Regions from separate parts of the Mus musculus genome. Here regions 2, 3, 4 and 5 are each linked to region 1. A link is a contact called in public Hi-C and HiChIP or PLAC-seq data. All regions are on one chromosome and are shown on one strand. The core of a region is the stretch at or near the end of the contact, and the rest is flanking DNA. Distances in the headings are between cores, read along the strand shown.

Region 1 (3,216 bases), core at 48-2,547:
GTTGATTGCTACATTGTTCTCTTACTCAATGAGTACATAGGAGGCTAGCAGTCGTGGGTGACTTCCAGGTGTGGTATTATCTCTGGCTGTAAGGTCTAGCAAAAGTTCCAGTCTCTTAGAATGTACTAGATCTTTTCAAACTATTGCAGCACCACAGTTTCTCCTCCCACATGTGCCTGGATAAGCAAAGCTGGGCAGGTCTTCCTTCTACTCATCTGCACTCTTAACTTTTAGACGCCTGCATACCCACCAATTACCACAAAACTACTGAACTGGGAGGAAGCCAAGGACACAGAGGTGTCCACATAGGTGCTTAGTCCACTATCCCAGTGGAGGTCCAGCCTGTGTCTGGCACCAGTTAAGAGACCTGAACTTTAGTTGTGCCACAGTTCATGTGTTGAAAGTTTAGTCCTCTATGTGGCCCTGTTAATAGGCTAGTCATGGTGAAAGGAGCCTATCGGCGGGAGTTGGCCTTCAGAAGACGGTTCTGTGAGACCAAATTAGCAGTTAAAAGTGCTTGTTTCCCAGCCGTTTCTGGGCACCCACACACACACCCCGATCCATGTGCCATACACACAGAAGCACACACATATTCATAATAAAAAGTAAACTTAAGTTGTAAGAATCAGCCCAAACCTAAGATTTTTTTTTCTCTTCCTGTCTTAAGGAGTGCTGCTAGGACATCAACATGAACTCAGTCTACTTTAGAAAGTTGTCCAGCCTCCGGTATTTCAGTACTAAATAAAAAATAATAATACAACCTCCGATTTCACCACTTACTTTCGAGATACACCTATCCTTGCTGTGTTCTCGACTGAGTAGAGATCAGCAGACTGCATCGTCTATATCGCGTCCATGTTCCTGACAGTGAGCATCCCGGCTGTCTGAAACCACTAAGCTTGAGGGTCAATAAGCAGCAATAGTAACTTGAGTTGGGGGCATTTGGGGTTCCCAAGGAAAGATCGTGGTCGAGGTACTGGGTGATGTGGGGATGGATGGACGGACAGGAGGAAAGACATGAGCTGATGTGTGCCTTGGATGCGGTTTGGGGGAGCCGACAGAATGTGCTGCATGCCATCACACAAGGAGGATGGTTATGGGGGGCCCAGCCTATGCCATGACATTCATAGTTGAAGAGTTAGATCAGCCCAGCACCCCATCATGTCCCCTCCCGGCCCCAGGCGACTACATCTCCCAGCATCGCCTGCTCGGGCCGCGGGAAAGGAAAAGAAAAAAAAAAAAAAAAAGTTAAGGCCAAGCATTCCCGGAATGCGCTTCCTGCTGGAGCGGGCCGGTGGGGGGGGGGGGGTAGGCGGGCGGGGCGGGCGGCCGCAGCCCCGGGGCGCGCACTCGGCCGGCCGCGGCCCAAGCATGGCCGAGCCGCTGCTCAGGAAGACCTTCTCCCGCCTGCGGGGTCGTGAGAAACTTCCTCGAAAAAAGTCAGAAGCCAAGGACCGCGGTGAGTGCGGGGACTCTCGGAAAGTAAGAGAAGGGAGCCCCACTCAGCCTCAGATCCCCAGGTCCCCGGTAGGGTACGCAGCGGGACCTAGTGGGTAAGCCGGGAGCGAGCCCTGATGCAAGAGAGGAATATGCACCGGATCTTTGTAAGGCTGGGGGGCTGGGGCGGGGGGCACGGACCGTTATGTGCAGCTGGCCTGAGATGCCAGCCCCAGGGATCCTTGCAAGGCCCCGCAGGGGGGCCTCACCCCTGACAGGAAATGGGGCCTCGAAGGGGCGCCCAGAGAGTGGCGGGGCAGGGGCGGGAGGTGAGGACAGCTGTGTGGCATCGACATGGCTGGGTGGTGGGCACCTCTCCTGGGTACACACTCCTGTACTAAAGAGAGGTCGTGCGGGGTTATATTTATTATTGCAGTCTTTTCCCCAATTCCATGCCACCATCGCTCCAGAGGCTGCAGCCGCACCTACTGTGGCCAGCCCCAAGAAACCGTCCTGTTTATTAAGACAGAGAAACTGAGGCACGTGGTTGTTGGGTGATTTGTCCCGGGCCTGTGAACTGACTTTAAACAATCCTCTGGACTATGCTACTGATGACAGAGACCTGAAACAGAGGGCCAAAGGGTGGAAATAGAAGATCCTTAAATCTGGGGGTCCACAGACAGCAAGAATGAAATGGAAAGGAACGAAAGCTGTATGGGTAGGGGGCTTCGGAAGGAAGCAGTTAAAGGAGGGAGGCCACTATACCAAGGACCTGACTCTTCCTCCCGGGCCGTTCCCAGGGCATCCCAAGGGTCCCAGGGCCAGAGAAGGGATCCGGGTGCCCACACATAAACACACACAGGAAATCGACCATGATGTCAGAGAAAGTAGAGCCAAGATAAGGGGGGCGGGGTAACGGGGCACTGACTGTAGAAATCTGGCTTGGGCTGAGGGGCAAGATCCAAGAGAACTTGTGGGCAGGATTTGGGAAATGGGAAAAGGGTGCTGAATGAAAAAGAAACCAGCGTTCCCTGCCCTGCCTTCCCAGCAGCAGCTACTAGGGCCTTGAGCAGGGCTACAGATCCTATTGTCTAAAGTTGCTTCTCACACTGAGCTCCAAGCTGGAAGGGGGTCGAGAAGAGAATATGATAATACTGAATCTCCTCATAAACAAGACATGGAGCATCAGGAAAAATGCCTTGCTCAAGGCCACTCAATGAGAAGGGGCAGGCGTAAGATTCTAGGATTAATGGAATGTCTGGGAGAGGGGTGACAGAGCCGAAATGTCCTGAGGTTCCAAGGACATTTGACCTGGACTCTTGAGGCTGATTCACAGTCCCTTTTGCATTACTAGGGGCTAGGGCAGGGGACCTTGAAGCTAGGACTGCAAAAGTATTAGCTAGCTGCTAGGACCAAACAAAACAGCTGGTTCCAAAGGAGGCAGTGGCTCCAGGCTAGCAAAGAGCTTCCTTGCTGTCGATTGGTTATGTGAAGTGAGGGCTGAAGCCAATTAGCTAGACTGCCTCCCTGGACCTCTGGGAACTTGAGAGTTGGGTCTTACCATCTTCATTCTCCACCAGGCCACCCAGCCCAGCGCTCAGAGCCCAAACCCCCAGAACCAGAACCTCGTGTCCTTGAAGGGTCTCAGGCTGGAGCAGAGGTACCACCCAGCCCCGAGACACCTCGAAGCCCCACTCGGGGGGCCTACCTGCAAAGCCTGGAGCCCAGTAGCCGCCGATGGGTGCTAGGAGGGGCTAAACCACCAGAGGAGATCTCTTT
Region 2 (3,032 bases), core at 56-2,555, 1.1 Mb before region 1:
CAGTCTCCCACTCACATACCCCAATGCTGTCCTAGCTGAAGACTGTCCGTCTACATTCTCGCTGGTTTTCTCCCTTTGTGCCTGTACCCCTCCCCTCTAGCCACATGGGCCCGCCATGCTCCACCCTTCCCTTCTTGGCTACCATCTTGGATACTGAGCCCCTTCCCTCTGGTGCAGAGATGTCTGGTCTGCTCAGCTGGAAATGTATGATCTCTGGACTTTCACTTCCCTAGGGAAGGCCTGAGCTACTGTTGCCCAACGTCTTCCTCCTTGCGGCCCCCTCCCCTGCTCTCCTCCCTGAGTCTTCCTCCAAGCACCCTTTGGAAAGCCACTCCCATGCTGAGACCCTCAGGCATTTGGTCACCCCCTGGCTGATGATGCCCTACTGATCAGCTTCCCTCATCCACTATGCAATGAAAAAGCGTCCTTAGTCGTCACCTACACTGGAACTACTCCCACTGCGGAGCTCCCTGCAGGGTTCACGTCAGGCTCTAGACCAGCCTGTGCTCTGCGTGTGCATCTAAGGAACTTCTGTCTGGGGCCTGGGGCCTGAGTACACAGGCTGTCCATCTCCTGGACAAGCACCACACTATTTATACTACCTTGCTGGGCTTCTTGACCTCCCAAAACCCTTGGCTGCGAGGGCAAAATGGACTCGGGTTCAAAAGCAACCTCCTCCAGGCCGTAATCACCTGGAAGCTCATGCAATAGATGGACGATGGATTACAACCCCCAGCACTTCCTACCCGGACCACAATATCCAGTACACCCCGCGCACACTGCAGGCGAAATCGATGCGAGGCGTGCCGAGAACCTTAAACCTGCCTCAAGCCGACCAGACCCGGGAAAAGAGGAAAGACCACTACTCCCGGAAACGCCCCGCGCCGGCGGCGAGTTGCTCCCGCGCGGGGCCTGTCGGGAATTGTAGTTCTGGTACCCCCGTCCGCCATCGGTCCGCACCTCTGCGAGTGGTGAGCCAGGCGAAGGTGCCACAGCGCGCGGCCCAGGCGCTGTTGCTGCAGGAGGAGCTGGCCCGGGGGCTCCCCGGCGCCTCCGTTGGTCGGCGAGCGTAGACCCATGTTCTCGAAGTAGTGCGCCAAGAAGGCGATGGGCTCCTCGGGCCGGATCTCCAGCACCTTTAGGAGGGCTGCGCGCAGCATCTCCGTCACGCCGAGCTGCCGTAGGAAGTCCTCCTCGCTCTCAGCGGCCGCCGCCGCCTGAGACACCGACGTCCGGCCACTGTCCGGGAAATTGGCCGCTGGTGCTACTGCCGGCCGCCGTTTCTCCACTGCCGCCATCTTTGTTGGGGGCAGCGGGACCGGAAGCGCCGCCATAATTCACGGCGCGATGAGGCGCCTTCCCTCGACGACCATTTTTGTTAAGGGCAGAGGCAGCGGCCCCCCTCTCTGAGAATCTCGATAGTAACAAGCGCAAGCGACCTTTTCCCCCTGTGCCCCTGGCTTTCTCTGTGTGCGTTTTCCTGCTACTCCATGACTGCATCTTCTAGCTTCGGTCTGGAATTGTGAGCTTGCCAGACTTCAAAATGGTCCCCCAGGAAGGGCTTGGTTTCTGGCTTGAAGCGCGATACCTTGCCATCTTGGTAGTGGGCAAGTCTTCCTAAGCATGGTCTCCTAGCAACCAGGCACCCTGGGTACCAGATAAACCCCGCAAAGCTCACCAGGAATCTAGGGCTGAAAGCGGAGTTCAAACCGTTTTCTGCGTTTGCTCCCAGACTCGGCCTGGGCTCTCCCGGGTTTTTGGCCTCACTTAGTCTCCTTCCGAGCGTTAAGGTGCCTGAGCGGAGTTGTCACCAGATTCCTTCCTTTCCCAGACTGTTACCATTTCTGACCACCAGAGGGGGGTGCTCTCTTTGCAATTCTGAACTGCTGTGGCTTTCTAGTATCCTCGCATGTCCCTTTTCTGTGTTATCTTTGGCTCTTTATCTACTGACATACTTTTTATTCCCTTGTCTGGCATCCATACCGCTCTTCGTGTTTTCCCAGGTTACCCCCCAAGTACTTTTTCTAAGCCACTGGATATCTCCTTAGTTACTCTTGTTAAATGCAGGCATTTCCCAGCCTAGTATCCTGTTGCTCGACCTACCAAAGAAAACTGGGATGTGTGACTGTCTCCAGGGACTCTGGCTGTAGGGATAGGTGATGTACAAAGCCTTCCTATTCACAGTACGAAAGAATATGCCAGTGGCTAGATACGGGGCTTTTATTTAGCTCTGGGCCAGCAGGCAGAAAAGCCCAGAAGTCAGGAGAAACTTATAGATGTGCTGACCACCAAGGAAAGAGGCCACACTATCATCTTGATGCCCCAAATCCTGCAGCTGGTCACTCTCTGCCTCCTTTAGTCTGGCATAATGGAGCTTCATAGGTGTGTACATGAGCTAGTGTCTGGGCGAGGACCTGGCCGGTAGCATTTCCACAGGCGGTAGGCAAGGAAGACCAGTGCAAGCAGCCCCAGCACCAAGCTGCCAATCCATAGGACGACGGTGGAGGCTGAAAGAGTAGGAAGAGAAAGGCTGCCATCAGTCCCAGTGCCTGTGGGCTCCACAGAGGGAACATACATAGGCCCTTACAGTTTAAAAGTGGACTTAACTAGCCAGCCTCTACTTGGGTAGAAAACAGCCACCCAACCAGACATACTCAAAGACAGCATGGAAGAATGAATCTACTTAAAGGGAAGCTTTTGTTTCTAAATTACGGTCTCACTCTGTAGCTTAGGCTGACATTGACCCTTCTTCTTCTACAGCTCAAGTACTTAGATCATAGCTTGTGTGCCATCGTGCCCAGCTTAGTTCTGTTTTGTTTTGTTTTGTTTTGTTTTGTTTTGTTTTTTGTCTGTTTTGTTTTGATTTTTTGAGACAAGAGTCTTCTATGTAATCCTGGCTGTCTGTCCTGGAACTTGCTCTGTAGACCAGGATGTCCTTGAACTTAGAGATACACCTGCCTCTGAGATTAAAGGTATGTGTCACCACCACCACCTGGCTTAAGGTTTATTTTTTTAATGTTTATTTTGTGTGT
Region 3 (3,102 bases), core at 491-2,990, 1.1 Mb after region 1:
CTCCCTGGGAGGATCAAGGGAGCCCTCCTCCCCGAGAAAAGCCAGGCAGAACTGTCTTGGATCAGTCGCTGGGGCTGGGGACGAACTGAGAGGTGATCTGGACCCTGCTGATGCCTGCGGGGTCTGGCAGCTGAGTTTCCAGGGCTGGGCGCGATGATACATTGTCCGCCTCCCCTCACCCCAAACCCCCATCCCGCCTCCCAGTAGCTGTATCAGTGGACCAGCCTGCGGTCACACCTACACTCTAGTTGACTTGGAGCAGGGTCGCGGTCTAGAGCCCGAGGGGGGGGGGGAATTAGCCAGAGACACCTGTACAGTCCTCTCTCTAACTGCAAAACTAGCTGTACAGTCCTCTCTAACTGCAAAACTAGTTTGCCAGGAGCCAGGGAAGCACGGGACACGCGCGCCCTCAGGCGGCAGGAAGAAGAGTTGAGGATTCTAAAAAATTAACTTTGTTGTCGTCGACTTGTGAGTTCCTTGGGGTGCCCTGGAACTGGCCTTAAGCAACTCATCCTCCATGGGGGAACCTGGGGTCCATCGGACAGCCCAGAGCACAGGAACACTGCTGAGGGTTGAGAAGGAGAAAACATTTAGGGGGTGGGGGGGTGGGGTGGGGATCTGTCCTAGGTAAAAGCCAGGCTAGCTTTCAGGGTGGCTCTGGCTGCCAGATCTTCTGGGGAGATGAACCAGGTTGTGAAGAGTTCAATGGACTTTATTCCCAGGTCATCTCAAAACAAGCTTGCGAAAGTAACTTTTATTCGCTTGATGTCCTTGTTGTCTCGGAGGCTTACTGCTGACTACGATCTCCTTTTCTAGCTCTTTCTGAACTCTTACTGGCTGATTCAATTCAGCTGTTCTGGCTCAAACGTCTCTTCAAGTCGCCTGATTCAATCTAGTTTGTCTCAGCTTCACATCTAGTGCACTGCTTGGCCTGCAGCCACTCACTCACTGTTCTAGATTGCTTTCTGTTGCTGTGATAAAAACACTTATCAAAGGCAGCGTGGGGAGGAAGGTGTTCTTTACATCTTACAGGTTGGATCTCATCGTCAGGGAAGGAGCAGGAACCTGGAGGCATCCCCTGATGAGAAACCGCATCGGAAAGATGCTTATTGGCTCTGCTCCCTGGCATGCTCTGCTACTTCAGCCACTGTGGGGCACCGGACTCCGCTTTGGGCTCACCTTCTCCCCACAAATCCCATCTCACTGTGGATCCCTAGCAGAGACGTCCCGGCATCCAGGATGCTCTCTACCCTAGAAGGGAAGAAGGCAGAAGGCCTCTACCCTGGCTGTGCCTGGGCCCAACTTTCTTTTGTGGCTCCAACTATAGCCCACTTTGGTTTTGTATTGTATTTTACAGGTGTCATTTGGGTGAAGAGCTGGAATTACCCTTCGTCCTTGCTTTCCTTAAGCAATACTGCACTGGGTGCACAGGGGCTGTTGGACACGGAGCCGACTGTGCAGGAAGACGGAGGCCGTTCGGTCCATCTGGTACCCATTTAAGTGGAATTGCAAAGTCCCCAACTCCAGGACCTGTTTTAAGGACGAAACGCCAAGCTGCACACATAGAGACCCGCATGAGTAAAACCGACGTGAACCTTTCTCCCTATTCTACCCCAGACGCGCGCGATAGAAACATGGCGTAACGTGCACCCGAGGCTTCAATAGTTTTACTTCCCTGGCTCTTGGCTGCAGCCACATCGCCACACGTCTAACGCGCTAGCGGGAGCGCGCGACGTAAGCACCGCAACTGCGCACGCGCTACGGGAGGCACTTCCGGGGACCGGCCGAACGCCGATCTACGCAGCCGCGGCTCTATTTCCGGCTGTCTGGGAGCACTTCCGGGAGGCTCTTCCACTAGTGAGGCGGCGTTGCTAACAGGCGGAAACCTCCAGGGAAGATGGGGAAAGTGAGGGCGCTGCGGGCTCGTGTGCACCGGGCGGCCGTGAGACCCGACGGGGATTCTGCACCGGGCCCTGTGCCCCGCGCCGTGGAGCCGGCGCTCCCACAATCCCCGGCGGGCGGAGCGGGGGCGAAGGTGAGGTGTGGGGCGCCGGTCGGGCCAGGTCTCTGCCGAGCCGGATCTCCAAAGATCAGGAGCCCTGGATGGTTGGGTGTCGCCTCTTCTGTGTGTGTTCCTGCCACTCTGGTTAGGGTCCTGACCCGGCCCACCTTTAGCCGTCATGCCTTCTCGGTTGGGGTGTGAGGCTCCAGAAGCGCTTCCATCTCTGGGGGAAAATATCCCACTACGCTCTGGAAATGTCGCAGGGCGCTGTCTGTCTGCCTCTGTCTATCTCTGTGTCTCAGTCTCTGGTGTGTGTTTGAGACAGGGTCTCTCTATGTAGCCCTGACTATTCTGGAACTCACGCTGTAGACCAGGCTGGCCTCGAACTCATAAGAGATTGACCTGCCCCTGCCTCCCACATGCTGGGGTTAAAGGCATGGCATGCACTTGTGTCCCTGGCGCTTGCTTGTTGCTTTGGCCTTTGGGATCTTATTTATTTTTATTTTACCTCATCTCATTCTTTCTTTATTCTTTTGAGACAAGGTTTCACCCTAGCCCCCCCCCCCAGCTTGTCACTCTCGTGCCCAGGCTGTAGCCCACTGTGCCCAGCTTTTATTTGTTGTTGTAGCCAAACTGAGAGCTTCTGTTTTCTCCCACACCCACACCCACGGGAGGTGCTGTGCAGTCATTGATTCGTGCAGCCATTGATTCTTATTTTTCCCATTTTTCTTTTAATTTGGTAACTTGGCTCAAATTTAAGCCTTGTGTTGACAGAGATTGTTTTTATGCCCCTTTGGTCAGCCGCGTCTTTGCCTCACTGGAAGGTTATGTGGTTGGTGTTCCTATTTTTGTTCCTCAGAGATGCCCAAGGACCAGTACTTAGAGGATTCCCTCTGCTCACTCCTGGGAGGGCCCATGCATACAGTTGTAAGCAGCAGTCATGCCTTATCTCACAGCTACTCTTGGATCTGCATGTGTTTGCAGGGAGGCTGTGCTCAGGCCCTGTGCTAGTGTGGCTCTACTCCCCAAGACTCTCTGATTGTCCCAAGTCTGATGGGGGCAGGAAGGAACAGGCCTGATCTGGGAACAAGGACGTAGAT
Region 4 (3,056 bases), core at 297-2,796, 1.0 Mb before region 1:
AGTGCTGGGATTAAAGGTGTGCGCCACCACTGCCAGAGGGCCTTCATTTCTAAGCTTCCAGGTACATCAGTGCAGGAGCCAGCAGTTGTGCTCAGGTATGGGAGCCAGCCTTTGGGGTCCTTTGCTGCTTGAGTTATGGGAGCCAGGCTCTGGGGTGAGTCAGGACACCCTTGGCTAAGATGCTTGCTCACCTATAGAGGCTCAGAGGTTGGGAGACTTACCTGCCATCACACAGAGGGAAGTATGGTCAGCCACAGGATTGAAGCGCCAGTAGAGCAAGCCCAAGGCACCTGGTTCCTGGGGGCTGTGATCCTGTAGCTAACCTTAGGTTGAGCCTGGCCTTACCCTGCTAGGTCTCTTTTGCCATGGCTGATGGATGGCAGTTTCTTCCATTGCCCTCTAGATTTCCTGTTACAAGATTTTTGTTTGTTTTGTTTTTGTTTGGTTTGAGACAGTCTCACTATGTAACCTTGGCTGTCCTGGAACTTGCTATGTAGACCTGGCTAGACTCACATAGAGATCTGCCTGCCTCTGCTCCCCTCCCCCTCCAAATGCTGGAATTAAAGGTGTGTGTCACCACTCCAGGACTGTTATAGCTTTGTCATGGAGAGCCACACACCTATATTGTCATTCGCCGGTGTGTTGTTCCATGGCTACCTGTTTCATTGGTCACTAGGATAGCCATCAGACTGTTCCCAGCATCTGGGTCATTTGGCCATAGATGGGTACCAGATAAATGTAGGCCCATGGAAGGTGTATTACACCAAGTACCTGATGCTGAGCTGTGGAAACCCAGCCAACAGTGACCAGGCCTTTCTCTGGGTGGGTTGTTCTCCTAGAGTGAAATTGTCACCTCATCTACAAACGCTGAGGATGACTGACTCCCTGCTGGGTGGCCATGGGAACCAGAGATGGAGAAGGTCATGTAGAGGCTGATTGGGACTCAGTTCCCAATTCCAATCATTAGAGTTATTATTATTGGTTGAAGACCAGCTGGCTAGTGAAGGGATCTGTTGTGTTCCCCAGAGCTGAGAGGAGAGGCTGGGACTAGAAGTGGTACAGCTAGACTCAGCTGGATTCAGTGACACAAGCCCCGCCCCTCAGCTCCCCTTCCAGACTCTATGTATTCCATTCAGTCTAGCATCAGGAGGCTTAGATCAGTAGTCTGGGTCTTGCCCAGGACCACAGGCTATACAAGTTGGTATCACCCCTCACCCCTCACAGAACTCTTTCTCTGTACCAGGAGGCAATGCCCCATCCACCCTGTACCAGGCAGGTGGTTCAGTGCTACCAACCCTGCCCCTGGCTGGAACAATGTAGTCCAGACACTCCTGCCAGCTCCGCCCCTTCTTCAGGCTCCACCCTATTTACCAGTAGCTCCGCCTCCCCCCTCCTCAGCTTGAACCAGGAGACTGTCTCCTAGGCCCAGCTCCGCATGCAGACCCGCCCTATTTATATTAGGAGCCCTGCCCCCGATTCCCCGCCAGTTCGGGAGGCCCCGCCCCTCGCGGATTGCGAGGACGCGGGCGCGCGGCCGCAATCGGAGGAATACGGCTTGGTGGGCGGTTTCCCGCGCCGAGAGGAGAGCTGGCCACTGCGCTACCGCCTCGCTCGCAGCTGCGCCGGGCTGTAGCCTAGCTCCGCGTTCCGGAGTCGCCGCAGCCCGTGGGGCAGGTGAGCCCAGCGCGCTCCGCGCTACCCATACCCGGCGCACAGGGAGTCGGGGGCGCGGTCAGTTCGCTGCACCGGGCCCAGGGCTGTCGCCGCCTCCCCCAACGCACAGCGCAGCAGCTGAGTGAAGCCACAGGTGGGTGGCAGCTGGGGGCGGGGCCGGGATGCTCAGGCCTGTGGTTCCCTGGGGGGACCCCGATCCCCTGAGGTGGTGGTGGGTGGGTGCGCAGGATACAGGCCGGGCCCAGCTCGCGTGGGAGACTGACCCTGCTCAGGGCGCCCCAAGTGCTCAGCGTGATCCTACACTACGCTGGCTTCAACCCTAACAGGTGGTGACCCCTGAACCAGGTGTCAAGCCCATGGGGCCCTGGCGGATGACTCCCATGTACAGTACCACCCCCTGACATCCCTGACAGTCAGTTGACAGCTGGGCATAAATGCCAACTTCTTGATAACCCTAAGGTGACCCCTTAACACAAGTCCGACCCTTTGACAGCCCTGACAGGTGACATTTGAGCACAAGTGTCACTTCTGACTCCTATTTCTTTCCTCAGACTCCTGGTCTCTTGCCTGTCGCCCTCATGAGAAAAACCAACATGTGGTTCTTGGAACGACTTCGGGGGTCTGGGGAGAACGGAGCCAGCCGCGGTGAGGCTGGGGACAAGTCTTCCAAGGGTCCCTTGTATAGCAACGTGCTGACTCCGGACAAGATCCCCGACTTCTTCATCCCGCCCAAGCTGCCCTCTGGCCCCACAGAGGCTGAGGGACAGGCGGACCTGGGCCCCTCCACCTCAGAGCAAAACCTGGCTTCACCTGGGCCCCGTCGAGCACCTCGCAGTCCCCGGCTGCCGGCCAAGTTGGCCTCAGAGAGCAGGAGCCTGCTGAAGGCAGCCACACGACATGTGATTCAGATAGAGAGTGCGGAGGACTGGACAGCCGAGGAAGCCACCAACGCTGACCCCCAGGCGCAGGGTGCCATGTCATTGCCCTCTGTGCCCAAGGCTCAGACATCCTATGGCTTTGCCACACTGGCCGAGAGCCCCCACACCAGGCGCAAGGAGTCCCTTTTCCACAGTGAGCACGGGGCCCTGGCCCAGGTCGGATCCCCTGGTGCTGGCCGCCGGCGAGCAGGGGCCAAGGGCAATGGAGGTGATGGGGGATCCCGGGAGGTTGGGGGGGCCCTGATGAGCCCTAGCCGCTACTTCAGTGGCGGGGAAAGTGACACAGGGTCCTCTGCTGAGTCGTCCCCCTTCGGGTCCCCTCTGCTGTCTCGCTCTGTATCGCTGCTCAAGGGCTTCGCCCAGGACAGCCAGGCCAAAGTGAGCCAGCTGAAACAGTCGGTAGGTCGCCATGGCTCCCTGTCTGCGGATGATAGCACACCAGAC
Region 5 (3,356 bases), core at 229-2,728, 1.1 Mb before region 1:
TTGTGAATTCATTGCTATTTGGTAACTTCTGACATTGTAGAAAGACACCAGTATATTTGCCTAGGTTTCTGTCATAGTACAGGACACAGGTCTTTACTCCTTGCTGCCCAGACTGATGTGGTCTAGAGCAGAGTATTGCATGATGGGAGCTGGTGGGCTGAGGGTCCAGGTAACTGAGGAGTGAGCTGTGAGCCACTCCAGCTGGTTGAGTGACTAAGGAATCCTTAACAGTGGGAGGATCTGGAGTTGAAGGGTCGGATGTTGTGTGTGTGTGTGTGTGTGTGTGTGTGTGTGTGTCAGGACCAGCCATTTAATCCCATGTGACCAGGGTGGAGCTGAATAGGGTAAGTCAAGAGGACAAGGACATGCATGTTGGGCTTGTGGGACCCTCTGAGACTCCTGGATCCCAGCTTTAGGGATCCACAGGAGTCAGGGGCTAGAATCCAAAATGGCTGATGTGAAATTTGTTGGAGTGCCCAGGGCTCAGGCCTTTTGGTATGTTTCCGAGGGACTCTGAGAATCTTAATCATGTCAGCATCCGTTGTCTGTGACCAAAGGAGGGAGCTCTTAGTCACCTCCTGAATGCAGTCATAGCACAGGGAAGGCAGAGGCAGGAGGACCAGGAGTCCAACATCAACCTGGGCTACATTGTGAGTCCTTGTCTCAAACAAAACAGAGCACAAAACACCAACCCTCCCCCCTACCCCCCGAGTCACTACATTAAAAAACAAACTGGAAGAAATATCTGAGTTTCATTCTGCCACTCTTCCCAGAGCTCTCTAGTGGGGACACGGTGGTAGCCTTTGGCAAAGGTGAAAACAGGATTTTCCTGGCCTGCTCTGTCCTCAGCCCTGCCTCAGGGCCTTTGCAGAGCTGGTCTCTTACCCTGACATGGTCATCTTTTTCAGGCTGGTTCATACCAGAACAATCTATTAAATTTATTGTTTAGCTTCTTTCCCCACCCCAAGAACACCCGCCCTTTACCAGTCTGTTCCTGTTCTATTCACGCCACTCTGAACAGAATCTGGGATGTATCAGGTGCTCAGTACATGTTTGCTGATGAAGGAAAGCTGGTGCCAATGAGCACCCGACTGAGTTGGGGACATGCCGTCCACAACCCTGGGCTCTGTGGAAATGAGGCTTTGCTCCCCTCATCCATGTTCCTTCAGGTGTCCTGTTTGCAGTCCTGGATCCCTAGGGCCTGCTCTGGCCCCGTGGCCCAGCTCAGCCGACTCCCTGGGGACCTGTTCGGCTGATACTGGAGTCTTTCCTGGACCATCCAGCCACCTGGCTGACACTTGATCTCAGCTCCACTTCCAGGCCAGCGTCCGGCCGACCAGCTTGGCTCTGGCCAGGCCCTGAGATCCTTGCTTAGGGGACAAGGGGCCGTCTGTGTGGTGGGGAGGGTGTGGTGAGGCCAGGCTTCTGCCAACACCAGCTGAGCTGTGAGGATTGGGGACAGTGCCTGGCTTGTGGCACCAGAGTAGCAGGACACAGGAACCCACACGAGGTCCTGTTCACCATGGGGACCCTCAGCTGCGACCCAGAGGCTAGGCTGACCACAGTACCCCTGGCCCGGCGGGTGGCTGATGGACACATTCCGGAGACCGGGCTGAGAAAATCCTGTGGAATTGCCACCTTGGAGAATGGTTTGTGCTGGCCTTGGGGAGGGCTCCTTCTGTCTCCCTACTGGGGCTCCTGGGCTATTTAGTAGAGGCATTATCTGTAGGCAGGCCCATATGTCCCCTGTGGGATCTGCTGGCCCTCTAGGGGGACAGGATGAACACAGTGTAGCAGAACCTGAGGGAGGGAGTTAGAGGAATGGTGCATGTGGGGGACTGCAGAGCCATGGAGTGTGTGAAGGGGCTGAGGCTGGGTGTCGAGGGGTGGCATTTGTACAGGCTGCAGGCTGCAGCCTCAGTTTCCCATCCTACAATGGACAGTGGGGACAGATCTATACCATGTTCCATCTCCCCATCTCTGAGGTGGTGTTTCTCTGTGACTGGCCTCAGTTTCCCCTCTAGAACAATCTCTCTGTCCTGGGCTCACTTTCCCTGTTCACCCACACAACCCGTGATCTCTCTACTCTGACTTCAGTTTCCCTCTCTTGATGGTGTCTATGACTCTGGCCTCAGTTTCTCTAGCTGCAGTGGTCTCTACACTCTGGCCCTGGTTTCCTCTCTTGCGATGGTCTCTCTGCTCTGGCTTGTTTTCCACTCATGGTAGCTTCTCTGTTCCTAGTCTCAGTTTCCCCACCAGGGATGGTTCTTGCTCCCAGCCTCTTTCTATTCTGTGTTAGCCTATCTTCCAGGGCCTCTGTTTTCCAAGTCTCCACACTCGCAATGATTCATGATTAGCTCACAATTCGGGTGTCACCGAGTCCTTCTGGACATTTTCTCTACTCAGACATAGAGGTGGTTAGGGTGCAGGGTGGGACTCTACCTAGCCCCTCTGGGTTTCAAGCACTACCCCTGATCTGGTCTTTGGGTCTCAGGCTCCGGACCTGGCTTGTATGTTCTTCCGTCCACCGTTGGCTATGTCAATCACGATTGTACCAAGGCAGCCAGTCCTGCCTACTCCCTCGCTCGGAGGCCCAGTGAAGGTAAGACCAGCTAAGGGGTACAGGGTACCTCCCCAAGCCTCCAGAGTCTCTCTTAAGTAAGCCTCAGAGTGAGGTGAGCCAGACAGGGCAGGCGGGGCCACATCTGGAAAGCCTTCTCATGCAGTTCAGGCTGACTTTGAACTCCTGATCTTCCTGCCGCCACCCACCCCACCCACATAACACACCCAGTTCTGGGACCACAACATCTGGTCAGATACCTGATGTGTCAACCAGTATTGGGTGGCTAGGGTGCAGGATGGGTAGAACACTTGCCTACAGTGTGTAAAGCTTTGGGCTTGATTTAGAAGAAGAAGAAAGCCATAGTCCTGCTTGGTGTCCAGAACGTATCAGATAAAATGTACAAACACATTTGTTATCCTGAGCATGGGGCGGTCTTTAGTGGCAGGCAGAGGAGCTGGTGAGCATGCCCTGGGGCCTCCCCCTGACCTCTGACCTTCTACAGTGTGTGACATCTAAGCCCCACAGCCAGCCTTGTGTTCTCAGTGATGCTGGCTGAACAGACCAGCCAACATCTCAGTGCCTGGTCCTAAAGGTGCTCTGAGGCCCCATTGGGCTGGACGGAGGCTGTCTGGGCTAGGGGCTGCTGTAGACACTTAGAGGCCATGAGACAGAAGCCTGGGGAATCTACTGAGACTCTAACCAAGCTGGGTCAGGTAAGGGCCCAGAGTGGGCAGTGGGATCTGGGCTCAGTAAGGTGAGATCCTGGTGGGATAGGGCTGGATAGACGTACATA

Evidence for each region. A called contact is a pair of places that touch in the nucleus more often than the background predicts. HiChIP or PLAC-seq counts read pairs in DNA pulled down with a chosen protein or histone mark.
Region 2: an H3K4me3 HiChIP or PLAC-seq map of stem cell-derived neural progenitor cells shows a contact between it and region 1, with 5 times the contacts expected there. The contact joins the promoter of Tpgs1 here to the promoter of Syde1 in region 1. A contact is called at or near these places in 13 of 39 promoter capture datasets (the 3T3-L1 cell line, 3T3-L1-derived adipocytes, the C10 cell line and 8 more), 7 of 115 datasets of contacts at active chromatin or transcription factors (the 230-238 cell line, embryonic stem cells, extraembryonic endoderm stem cells and 3 more) and 1 of 9 other capture datasets (embryonic stem cells).
Region 3: a contact with region 1 is called in a Hi-C map of CD8 T cells, with 5 times the contacts expected there. The contact joins the promoter of 2810425M01Rik here to the promoter of Syde1 in region 1. A contact is called at or near these places in 1 of 484 Hi-C or Micro-C datasets (CD8 T cells) and 1 of 115 datasets of contacts at active chromatin or transcription factors (double positive thymocytes).
Region 4: an H3K4me3 HiChIP or PLAC-seq map of pro-B cells shows a contact between it and region 1, with 7 times the contacts expected there. The contact joins the promoter of C2cd4c here to the promoter of Syde1 in region 1. A contact is called at or near these places in 3 of 39 promoter capture datasets (embryonic stem cells, hippocampal neurons and liver), 6 of 115 datasets of contacts at active chromatin or transcription factors (the NIH/3T3 cell line, astrocytes, embryonic stem cells and 3 more) and 1 of 9 other capture datasets (embryonic stem cells).
Region 5: an H3K4me3 HiChIP or PLAC-seq map of embryonic limb bud shows a contact between it and region 1, with 6 times the contacts expected there. The contact joins the promoter of Odf3l2 here to the promoter of Syde1 in region 1. A contact is called at or near these places in 7 of 39 promoter capture datasets (the C10 cell line, cranial neural crest, embryonic stem cells and 3 more), 1 of 484 Hi-C or Micro-C datasets (embryonic stem cells), 8 of 115 datasets of contacts at active chromatin or transcription factors (embryonic limb bud, embryonic stem cells, extraembryonic endoderm stem cells and 3 more) and 1 of 9 other capture datasets (embryonic stem cells).

Annotation. Positions count from the first base shown.
Region 1 is chr10:78,590,045-78,593,260 of GRCm38.p6, reverse strand. It overlaps Syde1 (synapse defective 1, Rho GTPase, homolog 1 (C. elegans)), which reads left to right and starts at 1,297. Exons shown (of 8, transcript NM_027875.1): 1 at 1,297-1,459; 2 at 3,018-3,216. The coding sequence starts at 1,372. It overlaps Gm30346 (a long non-coding RNA gene), which reads right to left and starts at 1,220. Exons shown (of 3, transcript XR_380602.2): 1 at 781-1,220.
Region 2 is chr10:79,667,712-79,670,743 of GRCm38.p6, reverse strand. Tpgs1 (tubulin polyglutamylase complex subunit 1) reads right to left here and starts at 1,305. Exons shown (of 2, transcript NM_148934.3): 1 at 961-1,305. The coding sequence starts at 1,298. Madcam1 (mucosal vascular addressin cell adhesion molecule 1) reads right to left here. Exons shown (of 5, transcript NM_013591.3): 5 at 2,202-2,507. The coding sequence ends at 2,377.
Region 3 is chr10:77,514,536-77,517,637 of GRCm38.p6, reverse strand. 2810425M01Rik (RIKEN cDNA 2810425M01 gene) reads right to left here and starts at 1,740. Exons shown (of 1, transcript NR_163865.1): 1 at 697-1,740. It overlaps Fam207a (family with sequence similarity 207, member A), which reads left to right and starts at 1,825. Exons shown (of 6, transcript NM_133998.3): 1 at 1,825-2,035. The coding sequence starts at 1,898.
Region 4 is chr10:79,612,508-79,615,563 of GRCm38.p6, reverse strand. It overlaps C2cd4c (C2 calcium-dependent domain containing 4C), which reads left to right and starts at 1,546. Exons shown (of 2, transcript NM_198614.3): 1 at 1,546-1,807; 2 at 2,226-3,056. The coding sequence starts at 2,253.
Region 5 is chr10:79,643,860-79,647,215 of GRCm38.p6, reverse strand. It overlaps Odf3l2 (outer dense fiber of sperm tails 3-like 2), which reads left to right and starts at 1,478. Exons shown (of 4, transcript NM_001033473.2): 1 at 1,478-1,649; 2 at 2,495-2,602. The coding sequence starts at 1,523.